Linked DNA regions of Mus musculus: region 1 is linked to region 2. Evidence: chromatin contacts called from public promoter capture Hi-C data. All regions are on one chromosome and are shown on one strand. The core of a region is the stretch at or near the end of the contact, and the rest is flanking DNA. Distances in the headings are between cores, read along the strand shown. Region 1 overlaps Sgk3 (serum/glucocorticoid regulated kinase 3). Region 2 holds the start of Mcmdc2 (minichromosome maintenance domain containing 2).

What was found. Promoter capture Hi-C pulls out the DNA fragments that hold promoters and counts their contacts.
Region 1: a contact with region 2 is called in a promoter capture Hi-C map of hematopoietic stem and progenitor cells. The contact joins the enhancer-like site here to the promoter of Mcmdc2 in region 2. A contact is called at or near these places in 9 of 39 promoter capture datasets (3T3-L1-derived adipocytes, the C10 cell line, the HPC-7 cell line and 7 more), 2 of 484 Hi-C or Micro-C datasets (cortical neurons and nephron progenitors), 1 of 115 datasets of contacts at active chromatin or transcription factors (embryonic stem cells) and 3 of 9 other capture datasets (adipose tissue, liver and pancreatic islet).

What each region holds. Positions count from the first base shown.
Region 1 is chr1:9,823,888-9,831,428 of GRCm38.p6, forward strand. It overlaps Sgk3 (serum/glucocorticoid regulated kinase 3), which reads left to right. Exons shown (of 18, transcript NM_133220.2): 2 at 3,126-3,232. Among named protein-coding and RNA genes, the nearest start is that of Sgk3, 30 kb to the left of the region's middle. Within about 2 kb of position 2,159, at least 23 of the 459 cell types and tissues checked have an H3K27ac peak or open chromatin away from gene starts, as enhancers often do. A contact at or near this core is called in hematopoietic stem and progenitor cells, where this site is marked.
Region 2 is chr1:9,905,872-9,912,600 of GRCm38.p6, forward strand. It overlaps Mcmdc2 (minichromosome maintenance domain containing 2), which reads left to right and starts at 2,767. Exons shown (of 15, transcript NM_177722.3): 1 at 2,767-2,819; 2 at 5,804-5,941; 3 at 6,039-6,169; 4 at 6,243-6,302. The coding sequence starts at 5,848.

The sequences.
Region 1 (7,541 bases), core at 909-3,408, 83 kb before region 2:
TCCACACTGCTGGTAAGCTGACTTCTGAGTGTGTCCGTGTAGACTCCTCCCTCATCTGTAGTGCTTACAGCAGTTTGAGCTTGGGCCTCCATGTCTTTAGCATACCTTTTGTCTTTCTGCTTATGAGCCTTTCCCCACCTACCCTTCACATTCACTGTCCTCCCATTCACTTCCTGTCATTTATGCCTGGCTTTTGAATGCTATGCTGATATAACTTTTTATGAGGTCTAGTTTTCTTCCCATGCATTTTGCTCCTCCAGTTCTCTACCCTAGGAGAGTTTTCTTTTGGGAAAAATATAAAAGCCTTTTGCAGTGTTTTTAAAAATATAGATCACAATGCATTGGTAAGTCATGAAATCGACTTAGGAGTTCTGACCTGAATTAAATAGGCCAAAGCAAAAATAATGGAAATTTGCTGTGTATTAAAAGGTATAATGTCATTTTGTGGCAATATCTTCACAGGACTGTCTTCCTGTATAAAATGTGATCCCATGTGTTACTCATGTTGTCTGTCTGCTTTCAGAACTCGAGCTGAGAATGATTTCTCACAGACTTCCAAAACCATTGCTTCTTTTGTTCTCTAGTTCCTACTGTTGCCATGAAGAGCTCATTCCATCTTTAGTTCTCAGCTTCTGCACGTGACTGCTTTCTTCCTCTCTGGAAACTTTTAAGCTCCTTTTATACTTTCTATTCTGAACTTTTACACGGAATTTTTTCTGTCTTATGATGAAGAGCGTTTCTTTGCAATTATTCTAGAATTCGTGTTCTTGGAATTTTTTTTGACAATTGTATACTTATCATTTGCTTACTTTCCTAGAGAAATAGCTTTTCATAGTTCACAGTAGAAGCTTCGGATTAGTCCTGTAAGTTTCTTTACTGTGCTTTTCTCCCTGGCTGTCGTCTCTTGGCATTTTTGTTCTGTTTCCTGCAAGAGTTCTTCAATTTACCTTCTACAATTCCACCATTCATTTCTAAGAGTTGCTGTTCTCTGTACTTCTTTATTATTCCATTGGTAGAATTCTCCTGTTCTTGTTTCATGAATGCATCTTTTATTTCTATTTGTCTGTCTGTCTCCTTCCTTCCTTCCTTCCTTCCTTCCTTCCTTCCTTCCTTCCTTCCTTCCTTCCTTCCTTTTGTTTCTCAAGATAGAGTTTCTCACTTTTAGTTCTGGTGTCCTGGAACTCACCCTGTAGACCAGGCTGGTCTTAAATTTACAGAGACCTGCCTGCCTCCCGAGTGCTCGGATTACAGGCATACATTTTGTGAGTCTGTATGGTTGTGCAGGACCATGCTAATCCTCACTGTGTGAGTTCAATTTTTGTACATGTGCTACTTAAGCAAGCCAAGCTTTTCTAATTCTTAAGATAAAAACTAGCCGGGCGGGGTGGCCCACGCCTTTAATCCCAGCACTCGAGAGGCAGAGGCAGGCGGATTTCTGAGTTCGAGGCCAGCCTAGTCTACAGAGTGAGTTCCAGGACAGCCAAGGGCTATACAGAGACACCCTGTCTTGGAAAGAAAAAAAAAAAAGATAAAAACTTTTAGGGACCATGAATTAAATAGTAAAGTGTTCACTGCTTGTGGAGACCTGAGTTCAGATCCCTTGCTCAAGGTAAAAAAGTGGGGCCACGTGCTACACCTTGTAATCCTAGCACTGGGGAAGCAAAAGCTGGCAAATCCTGGGGCTTCCTGGCCACCAGCCTAGCCTGCTCCTCAAGGCCCAGGACTTGATTGACCACCAGGTCTTAAAAACCTGAGAAACACTACCCCAACACACACACACACACACACACACACACACACTAGTGCACTTGTACACACAAACAACTCTTTGTCTTCTAGCATTGTTTCTTATTTATGTTTTAGGCCCCTAGTCATCAGGGGGAAGTGGGATTGGCTGAGGCTGAGAATGGATTGGGTGGGGATGTGAGCTGGGAATGGATTGGGTGGAATGGATTGGGTGGGGGTGTGAGCTGGGAATGGATTGGGTGGAATGGATTGGGTGGGGGTGTGAGCTGGGAATGGATTGGGTGGAATGGATTGGGTGGAATGGATTGGGTGGAATGGATTGGGTGGGGGTTCGAGCATGTGTGCACAGGAGATGAACTGGAACCTGTAGCTGTTTGATTCAGCAAAATTGAGAGGCCTTGTGGTAACCGGAAGTTGAGTCATAGTAGAGACTTATTGAAGTGGAAGTGTCCCAGAAAACCCATGGTTGTTCTGTGGTTGATGAACGGCACGAATCATTTGGGAATTGATTAGAGAAAAACTCATTTTTCCTTATGTGGAACTGGATCTGCACAGACAAATGGATTGCACTTCCATGTAGCTAGTAAACTCAAAAACATATTCAAAGAAATTTCAAGGCTTACCTAGCCTCTTTTAAAAAATACATTCAACTGTAAATAAAGCTTTTAAGATAAAAAAATGGATTTGTTGATTTTATTTTCGTGTGTGAGCATTTGCTTGTGTGTACATGTGCACCATGGGTATTCCTGGTGCCCACAGAGGTCAGAAGAGGGTGCCAGATCCATTGCGACTGTAGTTAAGGATGGTTGTAAGCCACCATGTGGGTATTGGAAGTGGCACCCAAGTCCCTCTAAAAGGCAGTAAGTGCGTTCATTGCTGAGCCATCTGCAGCCCTACATTGTCTCCCATCTTTATTCTAGTTTGTTTATTTCATTTATTGCTAGTGGTCTGGCTTTTTTTTTTTTTTTTTTTTTTTCGAGACAGGGTTTCTCTGTATAGCCCTGGCTGTCCTGGAACTCGCTTTGTAGACCAGGCTGGCCTTGAACTCAGAAATCCGCCTGCCTCTGCCTCCCAAGTGCTGGGATCAAAGGCGTGCTCCATCACTGCCGGGCTTAAGCTTTGATTCTTAAGACAGAGTTTGACTGTGTCGCTCTGTAGACTAGACTGGCCTCAAACTTGCTGAGATCTGCCTGCTGCAATTAAAGGCATATAACACCATGCCCAGTCTTTTATATTATATTTTGAGAAAGGCTCTTTCTACTTAGCCCAGGTTGGCCTGTGATTTATAACCTTCCTACCTCCATCTCTCAACTTCTGGAATTTACAGGTGCCTACCACCAGCATGGTTGTCAGTAGAAATTTCTCTTTCTTTTTCCCAGTGCTGGAGACTGAATTCAGGGCTTCACAGGAGTGAATAAGCACTGTGCCAGTGAGCTTTGTTGCCAGTCCTGGAACACTGTTCTTCACCGGCAGGAGAGTGGAAGGGGTGAGTTACTCTAGATTTCACCTCTACCCTGTACCTTTCCTGCCTACCATCAACTTCCTGTTTCAGATAACACTGCCGTATGCCTTTGTGTAATACGCTATGTTACTTTAAAAAAATTATTATTAATTATTATTGTAAGTGTACGGGTGTTTTGACTACATATATTTCTGTGCACCACATGCATGACTGGTGTCTACAGAGGCCAGAAGTAGGCATCAGATCCTCTGAAACTGGAGTTACAGATGGTTGTGAGCTGCCATGAAGGTGCTGGGAATTGAACCTGGACTCTCTGGAAGAGCAGCCAGCGAGCTATCTCTCCAGCCCATGACTTTTTGAGGAGTCCATTTCTAGCCATCCTACATAGATGCCTCTGCCCATGCCCACTTTTGTCAATCAGCGAGCTCATTAGTGTTTGCTATGGAAGCACAGACAACCTGCAGCTCAGCATACTGCCGATGAGGCACTTCTCCCCAGTTGTTTATGCCTTATTTGTCCCAAGTCGAGGAGAGGCCTCGTTAGCTTTCCTCTTCCTTCTTCTACCTGGGAATGTTATTAAGCCCAGTATCAAGTAGGTCCTGAGTATGCTCACAGCTGCTCTGATCCTGGAGGGTAACGCCACACAGCATGTGTGTTCTCTGTTTGGAGAGATGTTCTGAAAGGAGGAGAGTGGAAACATCTTTGCAGTGACATTTCAAAGAAGAAGCCCTTCCTTAAAGTTTCAGCAGACAAGTTTTTACTTAGAGGGTTCAATAAATTAAAATAGATAGATAGATAGATAGATAGATAGATAGATAGATAGATAGAAGGAGGGGATTTGGGAGTGCAGAGACCCAATCCAGCATTATTGATCTGTTTATGATGTCTTTGGGGAATATTTGGTGTGCCAAAGGGCATAGGAAGAATCTAACAGAGATTTTAGTTCCAAAAAAGTAAGATTTGTTTTTGAGCCTGTGATTTTAGATTTTGACAGGTCAGTGCTTGCTGATCTCTCGTGGCTAATTCACACACGGAGAGCTAAGGTCAGGGAAGGACTCCGTCTCACAACGCTGAATGTGGCCTTCTGTATACTTTGAGTTCTCGTGATATTAAGGTGTGAGGCCTATATTAAAAATAGACTCTCTTCCTAACCCTGCTTAATTTTTTTCTTTTTAAACATGTGACCATGGTTTTCCATCTCAATTTCTATAAAACTCCATATAGTTGAATTACTTATAAATAAGAGATGATCTTTGTGTAAACAGCTTCAGTTTTCATAGTGCATCACTGGGTACCTGTTTTGGAAAGCCCAGGGCTAAACTTGAAACAAATAAGAGCTGATGGGCCAGTGTGTTATGGAAGAGTGGCCTGGTGTGTGGTTGTCTTCATGTTCTTTCTTGTGTCTATTTTAGTACAAAGCTGAAACATCCCTCATGTTTTAAACCTTTAGCCATGTAGAAATGTACTATCATCTATTTAGCTTCTTTATTAAAGTGAACACAGGACAGGCATGGTAGCATAGACCTATAATTTCAGTATTGGAGAAACTGAGGCAGAATGGAAGCTCTAGGCCAGTCTGGGCTTCATAGTAAGACCCCGCCTCAGCAAAGATACAAAGCAAGCCAACAGTATGCTTTGTCGAATCACACACCCGTATGGCATGCAGAGAGGACACAGCAGTGTGCTTTCGGCATGTCACACATTATACAGACAGGACTTGAGCCTTGGTGTTGATCAGGGTTGGCTGTTCCTGAAATGGGATTTATTGCTAAACAACATGAGTTTGAACAGCTTACCTGAGGTTTCTCTTTCTCCATCTGTCAGACTGCATGATGCTTTCCTCAGAGAACTCAAGGACTGTATGTCTTCCACAGTCCTCAGCACCAGGCTTGCTCTTCATTATATGCAAAATATCAAACATGGTGCCCCCTTTTTTCAGATGCAGTATATTCTGCTGAGTTAAAGCTACTTGTAAAGCAGGCATGGTGCCTTACTGCTGTAATCCCAGCACCTGGGAGACTGAAGAAGGAGGATTGCTGTGAGTTCAAAAGTCCCACTAAAATGTGGGGCTTTGTCTCAAAGAACAAGTTTTAAAAACCAAACAAACAAAAACTACCATTAAAAAAGTTACATTATCTAATAAAGTGTTATGAGTCTTAGAAAATTTAATTTGGAAATAGTTTTGGCAAATTTGAAAAATACTACCACCAAACTAATGCTTGTTTATGCCGAAGGATTTCTAAAGAATTGATCCTTGACTATTCTGAATTAGCAATCTACAAAAACAACACTGACTTACTGGAAGGAAATTCTAAATTTCTGAAATAATTTGTTTGTTAAGCTCCTTGGACTTTGAGGGGGAACTTTTAAATATGTCAAGGTTTGATAGATTCTTCCTACTTATGGTAATGCATTGTCGATATGCCTACTCAAACTGGGCTGTGTCTTCCCTGCCATTACTGCACCACCATGTGGGGATCCAGCGATTTACTTCCTGCTCACTGTCTGTCAGGAGAGGGACCCAGAGGACCAACCTAGAGTCACTCCAACTTGCATGTACCCCTATCAGCACCGATACTGAGATCAATAAGCTCTGACATGCAGAAGGAGCATACTCATCAATTTTAATTCTGAAAATTGCCTATGTACCATTGTCATCAATTTGTCTACATTGCTTTTACAAAGACAGTATACTCATCAATTTGAAACGTGTCATGTCAGCATTGGCCATCAGGTACTTGTGATTCTCCATTAAATTATTTCTTGAGAAACTCACTAGGCATTCTGATTGTCCCTACAGAAAAGGATGGTGAAGAAGGGTGTAGGATGTGGGTTCATTTTCTGTTACTCAGAAAATAATTCCCTTGTGTGTGTTTGCATACCACCACCTTTGGTTAACATACGGCAAAATAGACAAAGTTGATATTGAGTTTCTTGCATCTGGAACACTATTATTCTAAACTGTAGTGGTAAATGTTATGTAGTTCTATTGCTATGTGGGTCTTTTTTAGTTTTTAGGTTGTGTGTTTGTGTGTGTGAATGCCATGAGTGTAGGTACCCACAGAGGCAGAAGACTCTTGGATCCCTTAGAACCAGAATTAAAGGCTATCACCAAGCAAGTTGACTTGGTTCCTGGGGACTGAACTGTCCTCTGGAAAAGGAACAAGCACTCTTAAATCCACAGCCCTCTCCTGCTGATACTTGTTTTATTCAACTGAACATCCCCACTTACGCTTTTTAATGAAAAAGGTTTAATATATAGCAAACTTAGATATGTTTTCTTTAAAATGTTGTTGTTGTTGTTGTTGTTGTTTTGGCCTGGAACTTACTTTTTAGGCTAGGCTAGTGTAAATGTAACTTTTTAAAAAAAGATTTGTTTGTTTGTTTATTTATTTATTTATTTTATATGAGTACACTGTATCTGTCTTTAGACATACCAGATCCCATTACAGATGGTTGTGAGCCACCAAGTGGTTGCTGGGAATTGAACTCAGGACCTCTGGGAGAGCAGTCGGTGCTCTTAACCATGAAACCATCTCTCCAGCCCCATAAATGTACCTTTTATTGGTTTACTGCCTCCATCTGTTAACCTAGGCCTAGTCCTGGAAGCGTCTAGCCTCCCTTCAATCTAATCTAGGCCTAGAATGTTTTCAGCCTACAAGAGTTACTGCTGGATAAGCCCGCTGGTTCATTCTATCTTCATTTGTGTCTAGCTTGTTCTCTGTAAAATTCTTCCAGTAAAACTGCCTTCTCTCTCTCTCTCTCTCTGTCTCTGTCTCTGTCTCTATCTCTCTCTCTCTCTCTTCCTCCCTCCCTTCCTCCCTCCCTCCCTCCTTCTTTTCTGTGGTGCTCTCTTAAGTAGCTTCTTTTTCCTGTCCTGAGAGTTGGGCATATCCTATCTATCAGAGCTTCCTCTGCTTTGTCTACCATTCAAATAGACATCACTTGAAGGCATGGGAACATCCTTCTACGAACTAACTTTACCCTCATTGTTTGGGATTACAGGTGTGTACTAAGGGTGTGTCTGTATTCCAGCCAGGTGGATTAAAGGGTTGCTTGTGCGCACACACACACACACACACACACACACACACACACACACACACACAGTCAACCTTGAAATTGCTACTTATTTCTGGTGCTTTCTTTTGTATATATGTGAAGATGTTTTGTAAGTAAGCCTTAGGTCCATTTCTAATATAGTAACATGTTTTCTGAAAAACGCTAGTTTATTATACTAGCTTGTATAATGGTTGTGCACTCTGAATTTCTTCTTATTTCTCCTGCACCATTTATCTTTGCCCTAATCTGGGCCACACATATCAGTGCTAAT
Region 2 (6,729 bases), core at 1,517-4,016:
GAATGGGTAACCATGAGAGAAAGAAAACAAGGGGTGTGTATATGGCTGAAGACTAAGACCTGACTGAAGACTAATCCTGAAACAACTGATACACAAGCACAGCCATTGTGATCCTTATGTGGAAAAGAGGAAATCAAAATAAAGTAAGAAAAAATACTTACAAAGTGAACTGGCCACTCTGTTATACCCAGTTGCAATGTGACATTTCCAGATCCCTCTGGCTCCAGCAGGTTCCACATGATGCCGGGGGGGGGGGGGGGGGGGGCGGCAAGTAGAAACCATTGGTCTCTGCAGCCTGGTGTCTCTGGGGTTCTGGTATATGGTGAAGGGGTATTGGAAGTTCATTCCTGGCAGTTCCCTCAGACCTCCACCTCTTTTGGTCCTATATGTCCTCCCCTAGAGTCTTTCCTCACCTACTTTCATCTTCTGATTAATTCTTTTGTGGACAGAGATGCCTGTGACATTCTGAGGAGTTGCATTCAGGTATGAGAATATCTAAGCAAAGGAGAGAAAAGATCCTTAATTTCCCTACTTGAGAAGCTCCACAGCAGACTTCATTCCTTGGGGTCTGTCTCACTATCCAGAATTATAGCACACATGCACTCCCTAGTCAAAACTGGTGGTGAGAGTTTTCAGTGTGTGTTGGAATGGGAGATTGGGAAAATCCCAGGCTGCCCATGGCTCTTGTCCATCGTGTAACACATAGCAAACAGAAGCAACTTAAGAGTGACTTTGGATTTGCTCAGTTTGAGGGAACGGTCCGTTCTGGCAGGAGACGAGCATGCTACAACTATAGTGGCCAAAGTGCCAAGCAGTTGGTTACATTGGGTCTTCAGTCAGGAATCAAAGATAAAAGCTGATATTTCATGAGTTCCCTCTTGTGAGTCCAAGATCTCCGTCCACAGGGTGCTGCACCACATTTAGGGCAGATCTCCCCTTCTTAAGCCTCTCTGGGAAAGTTCTCACAGATCCACGAAGATTCATGTTTCCCTGGTGACTTCAAATCCCATCCACTTAACAGTCAAGATGGATCACTACCCAGGCCCTTCCACAGGGGCCATAAGAATACAAAATAATGTATAATGACTGTTGTGATTCCTAGTGACATGAAAGCAGCAGTGGGTGCAAGCCCTGTATTGTCAGTGTGTGAGCTGTGCATGTGTCACATTGTGATATGACATGTGACACATTGTGCATGTGTCAGCTGTCATTGACTGCTGGAGTCATGACTTTAATTGCTTTGCTTTTCACTTAGATTTAAACATCAACAACAAAAACTGTCCTTCAAATTTGGAATCAAAGTGTCAAAAGGCCGTGTTGTCATGTTTACTAAGTCAGCAAACAACCAGAGTCAACACAAAAATGCAAAAGGGAAAACGTGCTGGTACATGTGGCTACAGCTGTGGGGCAATATGTTACATAGTATTTCTTAACTGAAACCTTTACCCCTGAAGAGGAAGAAGGCCTACTTTGCCAAGTAGTACACTTGAGCTAGTCCAAATTTTAGTGCTTTTGTTGTTTGGTAAAGCTTCTATGATCTTTAATTCTTATACTATAGAATTCATCCATTTTAAAATGCCTGATATAGTGAAATGTACCTATAAGTACCTAAATATACTTGAAAGCTGAGGCAAAATTGTGAATTGAAGACTTGCCTATGCTATGAACTGAGTTCACAGCCAGCCTGGACTACAAGGTATATGTAAGGCTATCCTGGGTTATAGTAGAAAGACCCTGTCTCAAAATCAACAAATGACAGACTTTCTTCAGAATTTATTCAACTTTAGGATATCTCCATTACCTCACAAACAACCGATAGGGCCTGGAGGTTCAGTGTCAGTTCCCAGCACCAAGAAAAGAATCCATGGAATGGAATACTACAAATGAAGACCATTCTAACATCCTACAACATGGATGAGCCTTAAGGACATTTTATGAAGTAGAATAAAAGGCACAAGACAATAAATGCTGTATTTGTTCCATTTATGAGTTCTGGAGTAGCTAATTTTAAAGACAGAATGGTTATTGCCAGGAACTTAGGGAATCACTAAATGGTACAAAGTTAGGGGAAGATAATTATGTACTGGAAACAGTGTTACAGTTCTATGACATTCAGCTTCCACTCAAGAATGGCTAAAATGGTACATTTTGTTATGTGTATTTTACTACATTTTAGGGGGGAAGTCCCCTACTCATTATCAATCACTTTTCACTGCTTTACCAAGCCCTAGGTAATCATAAATTTGTATTCATGTTTGCCTATCCTATTTCATACATGAATGGCAACATACAACATATGACTTTGTGCCTTTCCTCTTGCACAGTGCACTCAAAAGCCATAGTATTGTGCTATCCCTTAATTCTCTTTTTAATTCAAGGGAATATAGTGTTGTTTTGTGTTGCTATACCACAGCTGTTTGACGCTAGTTGGAAGTCAAGACATTCACTTCGGGGCAATTTTGAGTAATAGTATGAATTTACATATACAAGATTTTCTGTGGATGCATATTTTCAATTCTCTTGGAATTAGCCGTTTGAGAGGCTACCACAGTTTCCGAAGTTTACGACGCTATTTCGCATTTCCACCAGCAGAAATTGAAATTTTTTTCATACAGATATTGTCTTGGATTAGATAACAGCAAAAGCAAAAGAATCTCCATCTCTTTGCCTTGCGGGAGCAAACAGCACTATATAGGTGAGACTGGTTGCCCTGGTGACAGAAGGGCTGCGGTCCCGGCAGACCCCGCGCGCGCCCGACAGTTGGGAGAGTGCGCGTGCGCAGGAGGCCCTCTGTAGCCCACGCGGGTCCTGCAGTGCAGGTGAGTCTTATTCCAGAGGTGGCAACATAGCCAGGTCGAAGGCACTGGAGTCTCCTGAGGAGCTGCAGGGCCGGCGAGCCAAGCGGGTTCTCTCTAGTGGCTGAGTCCTGAGGTGTTTGGGCCTTGGTCTCCGCATCTCCTCAGGGTTCCCTCAGCGCTGACAGAAGGGAAAACTTGGATTATTCCGGTGGCCTGTTCTGTGTCCTTTTCTCCTCATAATCCCCTACTTGCAAATGCGTTCATCCCCAAGACTGTCTGTCTGTCAGTCCGTATGTCCGTCCTGGAACTTGCTCTGTAGACCAGGCTGACCTCAAACCCAGAGATGCTCCTGCCTCTCTGCCTGCTGAGTGGCGCGTGCCACTTCTGCCCAGCATGACAATTTTGGGCAGACAGTTGGGCTCTATGCCCATCTTTTGAAGGCCCTGAACTCCAGACTCAACTTCTTGTGTCCTTTCCTGCCTAGCTGACTTTCAAGAGTCTGCGGCACACGCACCTGATAAATGAAAATTCACTTGTTTGGCGGTGCTGTGATGAAGCCCAGCCTTGGACATAACAAACCTTGATTTCTAGACAGGGCTTTGTTATGCAACTCAGACTACCCTAGAGCTCATTATGTAGCCCACGGCTACAAAGACTACCGTTTTGTTTTGTTTTGTTTTGCTTTTCGAGACTTGGTTTCTTTGCAGAGCCCTTCCCATCATGGAGCTCACAGCGATATCCCTGCCTCTGCCTCCTGAGTGCTGGGATCAAGGCTGTGTGCTACCACCTATCTGCTAGAGACTAACTTTGAACTCAGTCTGCCCAACCTACTGAATGTCTGCAACCATGACCTGGCCTCGACTGAATTTTTTCCTCTCTGTGTGGTACAGGTTGGTCATGAAGCCCAGAATTAGAGTCTTTAAAATTCTAGAATTATCTCCTCCATTCCGTTTTGTTTCAAATACCCTGGGCTGGTCCATCCATCTCTTAGAAATACAACACTAGTTGAAAACTGATAATTGGCTGTTTAGTTTCAAAGCATTCTTCACACAGGCAACATGAAGGAGCTAATTTCCAAAATATATTTTTTTTAAAAAAAAAGGACGATTCTGTTTTCAAAAACTTTGTAAACTTCTCTTTCCTTATATAATTATTTTGCACTTCAAAAACTTATTCTAAATTTACACAACCATTTCACTCAATGTCATCCAACTTCAGAAACCTGTTTTTGTTCTTGGTGGTGGTGGTGGTTTGGTTTTGAGACACAGATTCAATGGCTATCCTCCATCTGCAGACCAGGCTAGCCTAGACTTCAGGGACCTGGGTGCCTCTGCTTCCTGATCATTGGCATTAAATGTGTCCATGAGCATACCTAGCAAAAAGCTGATATTATAACAATGTCAACCTTCAAAATTATTAATTTTGACCCCGATATAATAACAAAAGGGTAGCCACTTACTTTTCTGTGCAAAGTATCCTGAACTATAGGTACTGGGTGGATAAAATCAGTGATATATGACTCCTAATGGGGGTGTTAGCCGGTATCTTTGGAAAACTCTCCCATTATAGAAATATTCACCTACTAAAACCAAAATGTATGTATGTATGTATGTATGTATGTATGTATTTATTTATTTATTTAGGTGGTGCTGGGATTGAGCCCAGCCTTGTGCATGCTGGTCAAGCAAGCTAGAATAGCATTATTGTACTTAGAGCCACACAAAAATAAACTCACTTTATCCCTTTGAAGTGGAATGCATGGCTTCCTTGTTACCTTCTGTCATCAACCAAGAGTCCAAAGCAGTAGAAAAATACATGATAATGAGCCCAAATTTATGAAGCTTTTCACTTATCATGTTCTGTGGCCACTAACCTGTTCATATTCCTATTACAAGTTATCATACAGTTGTTCGCATAGCTGATTTACACGCTTTGCTCTTTAAAGTATAGACACTGTGTTTTGCTCATCTTTGCATTACTGGTGCCTAAGGAAAGTGAGCTAGCCAATAAATTATAGATAATAATATTTGATAATGTTTCAATAATGTGTTAGTCATTATTTCTGGCCTCTCTAAGTTGGATTTCTTAAACACAGGGTCCAATCTTAATCATACCATTCCTAACAATATCACAATGATCGCATGACATATCTTGTTTCTAATATTTTCTGCTCAAGTGAACATTTTATATTCCCCTCTCCACCTCTACAGTATAATGTTCTATGTTTGACACTGGCAAAGATTTAAAATGGAAAGAGGGCTTAATTGTTTAATACCTTTGTCTTTGTCAGCTAAAGATATTGAGGCAAGAGAGGTCAACCAATATCCCCAACAAATGCTGGGCCAAGAACCATTTCTCAGGTTTTTCAATTTAGTGCTCATAGGACCACATTTACTTTTTTCTTTGTGTGTGTGTGTGTGTGTGTGTGTGTGTGTCCGAGAGCAGCGAGCAGGGAGGTGGGGCAATCAAAGGACAACTTGGTGAAGTTGATTTCTTCTTCCACTATGTGGGTCCCAGGGGTCAAACTCACTCATGAGACTTGGCTTCTTTATCCAATGAGCCATCTTGCTATCCCAAACTGGATTGATGAGACAGTTTATATGACTTTCATCCTTCAGCCTATGCTTACATCGGGACTATCATCATTTAAAATTATTAGTTTCAGGTTGCATTTTTAGGAGTGCCTGCCCTAGAGAGACATTTTGAGCATCCTGCTAAGTGTGATTAAAGTGTGATATGGGGATGGAGGTGTGACTCACTGGTACATGACCCTGGGTTCAATCAATGGCTAGGTTTCTCTTTCAATTAGTTGCATCCTCAATTTTATGGTTTTGTTGTTGTTGTTTATTTTATTTATTTATCTATTTATTTATTTTTGGTTTTTCGAGACAGGGTCAATTTTATGTTTTAATGATTTGTAAGTTTTCTTAGTGGTCTTCAAAAGTAAACTTTATTTTGTTCCTCATTCTTTATATGAGTCTCATCACTTTAATCTTTACCACCAGCTGTGGTTAATGTTCTAATAATAGAGATTACCAACAAGGAGAAAATGGAGACTCTTCAGATGAAAGAGGCAGCCCTTGTCTATCTTGACAGAAGTGGAGGCCTCCAAAAGTTTATAGACGACTGCAAGTCCTACAATGGTATGTCAGTGAGGGGGTGAGCAATGGTGTGTCAGTCAGGAACCCTCAGACAAGTGTGCACACAATCATCCTGTTATTCACACTTATATCTTCACAGATTCAAAGCAGAGTTATGCTGTCTATCGGTTCAGTATTCTAATAGACCCCTGTGACGTTGTTGAATTAGATGCTGACCTTGGAAATCACATTTTACACCATCCCTTAAAAGCTGCTCGAGTTTTTCAATCAGTAAGTTAAAGAAGAAATGATTTCCACATCACACGGAAATCTTGGTAATGTGTTTGCTTGTTTGAAATCACAGGTCTGCTTTGTTGCTGTTAAGACTCTCTCATTAATTGGACAGTTACAGACTGAAACTCAAGTAAGTTTTAATTAACTTTAAGTTTTCAATACTGAAGTACAAATTTTCAAAATAACATACAATACTGTTTTCACAGTAATAAGTTAAAAATTAAAGAGTAGAATACATTTTACAAAGTCCAATTTACTATTTTCTAAGTCAGATTTTTTTCTTTTTACACTTACCGTTTTTATTTGAGGGGTGGTCATGCTTATTCCACCAGAGCCTACAGAGGACAATGGTTGCCTCTATGTTTTCCTCTTCCACCACATGGGCTCAGGGGATAGAACTCAGGTGAGGTCGCCAGTCAGAGCTCCAATGCTGTATCAACATATCTGACAGAAACTAAAGGAGGAGGGATACAGGTCTGCCTCCCATAGCTGTCAGTGTTCAGGGTAGATGAGCCTCCCATGGTTAATCATCTCTGAAAACACCCCCAACAACACAT